2 separate regions of the Mus musculus genome follow, and region 1 is linked to region 2. The links are chromatin contacts, called in public HiChIP or PLAC-seq maps. All regions are on one chromosome and are shown on one strand. The core of a region is the stretch at or near the end of the contact, and the rest is flanking DNA. Distances in the headings are between cores, read along the strand shown.

Region 1 (3,537 bases), core at 2-2,501, 140 kb before region 2:
CCGTTTTTGTTGTTGTTGTTGTGTTTTTTTTTTTTTTAAGAGTTTTCTCCAAAATATGTTATCCCCAGGAAACCAGGCCCAGTCCTTACCCAGTTCATCCTCCATGGGGTCTGCCTGCCCTTGGTCACCTGCCTCAAGGTAACCCGAAGCCAACAGGGTCTCCCAGAGTCACTGCCTTCCTGTGCTCAACCCATAACTTCTCTGGGCAGGGTGGGCCAAACACGGAGGGTCCCTGAGGCGTGCCCCTCACCTCTTCACACACCCGAAAGGGAAGATGTTTGGGTAGAGAGTGGGAGGATTTTTTTTCTCTCTCTCTCAGTTCTCCACCAGTCTGAGCCTGGCTCCTGCTACCCAATTTAGTCCTCCCCCTCGGAACCTGGGCCTTTCCGTGCCCGGACTTCCCCCTCCCAACCCAAACACACACCAGCGTCCCCAACCCCACCCCCACCCCCATCCTCACGGTCCCCCTGGGCACAAGCGGTATTCAGGGACGCCAAGTTTTGTTTACAATCTAATTTGTTCAGATAATTGCCTCGACTTTGCTCTGTGCTTGGCCCGCGTGGATCCAGCCTGAAGCCCTTTCTCCATCGGTTCTCACAGCACTTTATAGGAAATTCCCCTTTGCAGACCGAGGCGGCAGCGCGTGCGCGCCGGGATGGGAGAAAAGACTGTTCACAAAGCCCAGAAAGAGCCTCCCCAGCCCCAGCCCCCACACAGTGGGGAGTCAGAGGGAGGCGCGGCAGGGCCCGCGCTGGACGTCGGCTTCGGACTGGGGGGGGGGGGGTCCTGACCACTCCCCGCGCCAGGCGCAGCCCGCCCGAAACCAGTGAACCGTGTGCCAGCAGGACTTGGCCGTACCTCCAGGTTCCAGGAAAAGGCCAGAGTTAATAAAGCCTCCCATCGGATGGGTCCCCAGTCCACTGTGAAACTCTACGGCCTATCGACTTTGGCAGATCGGTAGCCCCACGTCCCCATTTTTTCCTTCCCCAAAGTTTGGTCCACGTGGTCCTCTTCGGCTTGCCGCTGGCCGCCTCTCAGGGGGAAAAGTGGCTGCACCTGCTTTAGGCGAATTATGGTAGCACTAGAAGTTAGTCTCCCCTCCCTCCGCCGCTCGCTCGTTCGCTCCCTCCTCCCTGTCGCTCGGCGCGCTCCCTCCTTCCCTCCACCCCTCCGGTCCCCCCGCCCGGTGTGCCCCGCCCGCGCGCCGATCGCTCGCAGCCACTCGCAGCCGGGGCTCAGTCGCAGCCCCTCGGAGTCCGGAGCCGGTCGCCCCTACGGACCGGACAGTGCCACCAGCTGCCGGGACGGAGCCCCCCAACACGCGATCAGGGCGCGGCGCAGGCGGCCGCGGCGCGGCGGGGAGGAGCCCGGGCCGGAACCAGGGCTGGGCCGGGGGCGGGGACGCCGGGGTCCCGGAGCCCCGGAGCCGGAGCGAGCTCAGGAGCGTCGCCGGAGCCCGGGGAAGGACGATCGGAAGCTGGAGAGAGCCAAGCCATCCTCCAAAGTGCGATGCCCCCAAGGGGCTAAGGCGCGCGGCGATCGGCGCTAGAAAGATCGCTTCGGAGCGCAGGGGCAGCCCCGGCGAGTGGCGGCGGGCCCGGGCTGCGACCCGAGCGAGCCCCATGCCCCGTGCGGGCTGACGGGCCGGAGCCCGCACTGAGCGGCCGGGCCGGACAGGTAGGTGGCCGATTCAGGGACCCCAGGGATCCGGGTGGGGGCTGGGCCGGGGACTCGTCCAACTCCCTAGCTCGCTCACTCTCTCGCCTGCTCCCCGGCTCACTTTGTGTTTGCAAACTGCCCGCCCGAGGCGCGTCGGCCGCCGGAGGAGCCCGGCCCCGGGCCGGAGCACTTTGTTCCAGCTGGGCCGGCCGCGGAGCACTGACCCTGGTGAGTTGAGAGACCCTGCCCCCGGCCCGGGCCCCCAGCCGATCGGAGCTGTCTGGGGAACAGGTGGGGGCTGAGGCGCGGGGCTGGGGGGCAGCGGGAAGCTGGCCGGGGCGGAGGGGGGGCGGCTTGGAGAAGCCACTGAGGCCCGCCCTGCCCCAAGAATCTGGGCTCCGCCCCCTCCTGGCCTCGCTGCTGGGAATGGGGTGTTAGGGGGCGCGACCCCCCCTCCCGGAGTGAGACAAAGAATACTTCCCGGCCCGGACTTTCCTGAGCCGGGAAGGGAAGTGGTGAACTGGGATCCCCCCAAGTCCAGTCTGCACGGGACTCCCCAGGACAAACAGAAAGACTTGAGTCTGTGTGTGTGTGTTGGTGTGTGTGTTGGGGGGGGCAACAATCTCAAACACCTCATCGCCTTGGTTTGTGGAGGTCACACTTCGAAAGTGCTGAGACTAGTCAACCTCCCCCCCCACTCCCGCATCTCTTAATCAGATCTGAGATAAAGCGGAAAACTTCTTGGGGACTTGAGAGAGACTGGTAATGGCCCCTGTGATTTATTTATTTATTTATTTATTTATTTATTTACGTGCGCCGGAGCTGATCGGTGGGGAACTAATCTAGTGGATACCCTCCTCATTCGGACAGAGCTCCTGCGGGGTAGTGTGAGGTTTGAGAGTGAGGGAATAAGGTAACGGAGAGTGGGCCCAAGGCCACCAGAGATGAAGCTGCCGGAGTGAGCAGTGGAGTCCATTCCCCCAGACTGAAGACTCTGGTGACTCGTGAGACAGTCTCCCCAGCGTCCCTCTGGCCCGCGGCCATCCTCCGCGGCGCTCAAATCTTGCACTTTGCTTCTCCGTAAAACTTGTACTTCTTGAGCTTCACTGGAGGAGAACCTGGTGGCACCCGGTGGTGAGGTGTCCTGGGAGACCCGGGGCCGTGGCCACCTGTGTGAAGGAACGTGTGATTTCGTGGGACGCGGATTCTGAGGCAAAGGCTCTAACCATCACAGATTGACCTCCTCCCACCCCCCACCCCCCACCACCCCACCCCGAAACTGAAGCGACCTCGTGAACACTCTGCTATTGCATCCGGCGACTCTGTAGGTTGGGAGGTCGGGGATATCAGCGGGGTTTCTTTCTCTCAGACAGTGCCCCTCTTCTTTGCACCCTGGGCCTCTTGCGCCAACACTGCCCTGTGGGTTTCCAGGTTCCCTTCCTTGGCACCTGGGATTTCAGATATCTGGAGATCAGCGCTTGTGGCGTGCACCCCTGCACCGGTCCGGACCCGGCGGACCGCGGCGCTCTGATCCGAGCTGGGTAGTGGACTTGGGGGCCGGGAGGAACAAACCTGATTCCGAGCCATCGTTTGGCGGTTCCGGAGCAATCCCAGAAGAATTTTGACTAATGCGGGATTTTTTTTAACCTCGAATTTAAAGCGTCTTTGCCCGGGTTGCAGAGCACCCGCCTAGATTGGCAACCGACGGTGTTGGGTCTGTAATTCAGGGTCGGGAGAGAGAATGCAGTTTCAGCGACAGTCGCTGTGGTTTGCCCGAGTGTCCCATGAAAAAAGGAACGGGTGGTCCACGCTGTTCCGCCGCTTCCTGGCGAAGCTTAATCTTCCATCACCCCCTTCCCATCCCCACCCACGTGAATC
Region 2 (3,314 bases), core at 133-2,632:
ATTCAATGGAGATGACTGTTGCCTCCACAGAGACACCAGCTCTGCCCTGAGAGCTCACCCCAGCCAGGGAGCCACTGTGTGTGCCGTCCCCCTCCCGTCCAGCCCGAAAAGTACCGTGTTAGGCATCTGCATCTCAGGGTTGATGTAGCCCAGCACGCTGTCCAGGCGCATAATGTTGTCAATGACATCATCAAACTAGAAGAGAGAAACGTCCATGTCGTTTCCATCTGGGGTCGGCCCACCTAGAGAGGGGCAGCTGCCCCCCTGCCACCTCACCCAACCTGCTCATCTGGAGGAGGAGGAAATGACAAGAGGAGCGTCCTACAGCCGAGCCTGAGGCTTGTCCCCAGGAATCCCTTGACAGGGAGTTCTTGACACACCTTCCCGGGCTGGGAAAGCACTTCTGTGAGTCTGCCCTGTCCCCAGCAGAGTTGCAAGAAGATAGCAACTCTCTTCAGACTAGGGCGGCTGTGTCTCCCTCAGGCTAGAGGCCCATAAAGAAACACCCCCAGGTCTGCCATGAGGGCCAGACTATTTCCAAACAACTGACACCAAGCCGGAACCCCTACCCCCACCCCCCCCACCCCGCTCACCTCTTTCTCGGGGTTGGAGCTGATATGTAGCATGGCCATGGGACTGTTGGGAGCACTGTTGCCGGCCGAGGTGGACAGTACGTGTCCAGCCCGCACCCCTGGGGATGCTGCTGGGGCAGGCTTCGGGGAACCTTGGGCTGGGCTCACGTGGGCAGCAAACTTGTTCCCATAGGTCTCAGACAGATACTCCCGAACCTTCTGATGCTGGGACTGTTGCAGGTGGTAGGAGGTGGGGTTCTCCAGGTAGGACTGCACCTGGGGAGGGGGAAGGCACAGCTGTGGAGGGGGCAGGGACTCCTCTACAGGGAGCAGGGATGGGAGAGGCAGGGGCCTTACCTTCAGCACCTCCCCGGGCACAGGCGGGGGCGACTGGAAGTGGACAGGGGTGTTGATGGCTGGGGTGGGGGGCCCACCCAGCTGCTGCTGCTGCTGCTGCTGCTGTTGCATATAATGCATGACAGCCTGCTGCTGCATGCGCTCTCGCTGCTCCTCCTGCTGGGCCTGCTCCCGCATGAGCTGCATGCGCAGCCCGATGCGTGACGCCATGGCAGCTGTTGGTTCGGGCTCCCTGTAGTCGAGGGGAGACAGGCCCATGAAGTATTCATCATCTTCGTAGTCTTTAAGCACAGGCTGGCATAAGTATGGTTGCTCCCATTGTGCACAAGGAGAAACTGAGTCCGGGCAGAAGGGATTTGCCCAAGACCACTGAGCGAGCTGAGCCATGAACCCAAGTTCCCTGAGTTCTAGACCAGAGGTGAACACTGTCCTTCAGTGACTGCAGGAGTCCACCTGACCCCTCGCTGTCACATCCACATCCTGAGTATTTCATACCTGGCCTCAGCTCCGGCCCCCTCTCCCGCCCCTCCCCAGGCCAGCCTGCACCACGCCTCCTCAGGGCCTGAGGAGCCTCCAGATGCTCCTCCGTGCTCCTCCCCCACCATCTGCTCACAGTAGCTCCATCATCCTGTTAGTTCCTGCCCTGCTGTCTGCTCCCAACTCTCCATAGCTCCCAGTTCATCGGAACAAAAGCCTAAATCCTTAAACCCAGCCTAAATGGTCCTCTGTAATCTGCTGCACCCTCATGGTCCCCCATAGACTTCCCGCCCCCAACACATGCTTCTCTCCCTTGTTCTCCCTGCTCCAGCCACACCCCCAGCCTTAAACTATCCTTCAAACACTCCAGGCATGCTTTCTCCGCCCCCCACCGTCCCCCCCCCCCACCTTTGCACTTGCTGTTGCCTCCACCTGGAATGTTCTTTACACAGATACCATCAAGGCTCACTTCTTCACCTCCTCCGAGAGACTCTAATGTCACCTCAGAGTGCCATTTCAGGACCACTGTGCTAAAATGGCATACCACCACCACCTTGCTTCTCTATATCAGATGCCACCATCTAGGACAGAACATATTTTTTTTTTTTGCTTCTTATTACGTTTGTTATTGTTATTCCATGTCTGTCCCTTACTAGGAATGCAAGTCCCCTGAGGGGACACATTTCATCTGTTTGTTTACTGCTAGACCTTCGGCCTCTAGCCGTTGGGTCATGGGAGACAGAAAGAAGCCATTGCATGAAGCAAATGAGAATGGATATTATCCATGAACCAGGCACTGGAGATGTACCCCGTCCCTGGCTCCTGGCGCCCAAAGTCGGCGAGAGAAAGGAAGACCCACAGGCAGAGAATCACCACCTCAGGGCTCCTCACTGCTCGGAGCTCAGAGCTTGACCCACTGTGGGAAGGTGTGGCTGAGGCCCCAACCAAGGCTGAAGGGGGGCAGGCAACTCGGCATGCTCGCTCTGTCTCTAGCTCAATGAGTGACAGTAACCAAGTCCCTTCCCCTCTCTAGGCCACAAAGGAAAGAGCAGAACCCAGTGACTTCTCAGGGACAGCCCAAGACTGATAGGCACTGGTCTGGCCGTATCTGAGACCATGACAGTACAGTTAGGGACTAGAGGGATTTGGCAAGGCATGACTTCATGATTGAGCAACGGCTTCCCCAAAGGGCTGGTGGAGCAGAGCGCTCGCTGATTCTTTGTTATGTGACCTTGGTCAAGCTATAATCCTGGAGCCTCAGTTTATCTTCCTCTGCATTTAGTAAAAACTGGCAGCTTTGTGCAGTGCCTGGCAGTCTGAGTACATGAGACTGGTACAATCTAGCTAGCGTCTTCAAACCCGGCATCCAAGGCCTCCATCAGCCCTGTTTGGAGGCCCTTGCTTAATTACAAACCACAGTCTTTCATAAAGAAGGGAAATCAGAGGCACAGTGCAGGACAAAGCTAGGACCCCACCCCAGGTATCTGGTCTACCCCATGCTGGGGAAGGGAGGCCTGGGGGCTGGGACATCTGGTCTACCCCATGCTGGGAAGGGGAAGCCTGGGGGGCAGAGTTGTTCCCAGTTGGGAAACTGGTTGATCCAGAACCAGGAGTGGAGCCTAGGTCCCATATCTGCAATCAAGACTCCAGCCACTATCTAAGCAGCTCTGTAATAGAGTGAGACTACCCACTGTCCTGTGTGTCCTGCTGCATGCAGAGGCCAGCACTGCATCTTCTCTCATGCTCTGCCCAGTGAAGGGGCCTGAGCAGCCCATGCTCTACAGGGAAGCCCCCAACAACCCAGGCAATGACAACCTACCCTTCCCCCATCCTGTAGCAGCTACCAGCTGCAGCCTCCACCACCTCCCACGACCCCTTCTCTAGCTCCTACAGAGTGATGTCCCTGTC

Evidence for each region. HiChIP or PLAC-seq counts read pairs in DNA pulled down with a chosen protein or histone mark.
Region 1: a contact with region 2 is called in an H3K4me3 HiChIP or PLAC-seq map of embryonic stem cells, with 24 read pairs. The contact joins the promoter of Foxp4 here to the promoter of Tfeb in region 2. A contact is called at or near these places in 14 of 39 promoter capture datasets (the 3T3-L1 cell line, the C10 cell line, the HPC-7 cell line and 9 more), 1 of 15 datasets of contacts at CTCF or cohesin (CD8 T cells), 14 of 484 Hi-C or Micro-C datasets (Sertoli cells, cerebellum, cerebral cortex and 7 more), 20 of 115 datasets of contacts at active chromatin or transcription factors (the SCID.adh cell line, bone marrow-derived dendritic cells, craniofacial prominence and 13 more) and 5 of 9 other capture datasets (adipose tissue, embryonic stem cells, embryonic tail and 2 more).

What each region holds. Positions count from the first base shown.
Region 1 is chr17:47,922,346-47,925,882 of GRCm38.p6, reverse strand. It overlaps Foxp4 (forkhead box P4), which reads left to right and starts at 1,251. Exons shown (of 17, transcript NM_001110825.1): 1 at 1,251-1,677. It overlaps Gm46601 (a long non-coding RNA gene), which reads left to right. Exons shown (of 3, transcript XR_003952247.1): 3 at 69-409.
Region 2 is chr17:47,783,812-47,787,125 of GRCm38.p6, reverse strand. It overlaps Tfeb (transcription factor EB), which reads right to left and starts at 1,382. Exons shown (of 8, transcript NM_011549.3): 1 at 930-1,382; 2 at 594-848; 3 at 115-195. The coding sequence starts at 1,316.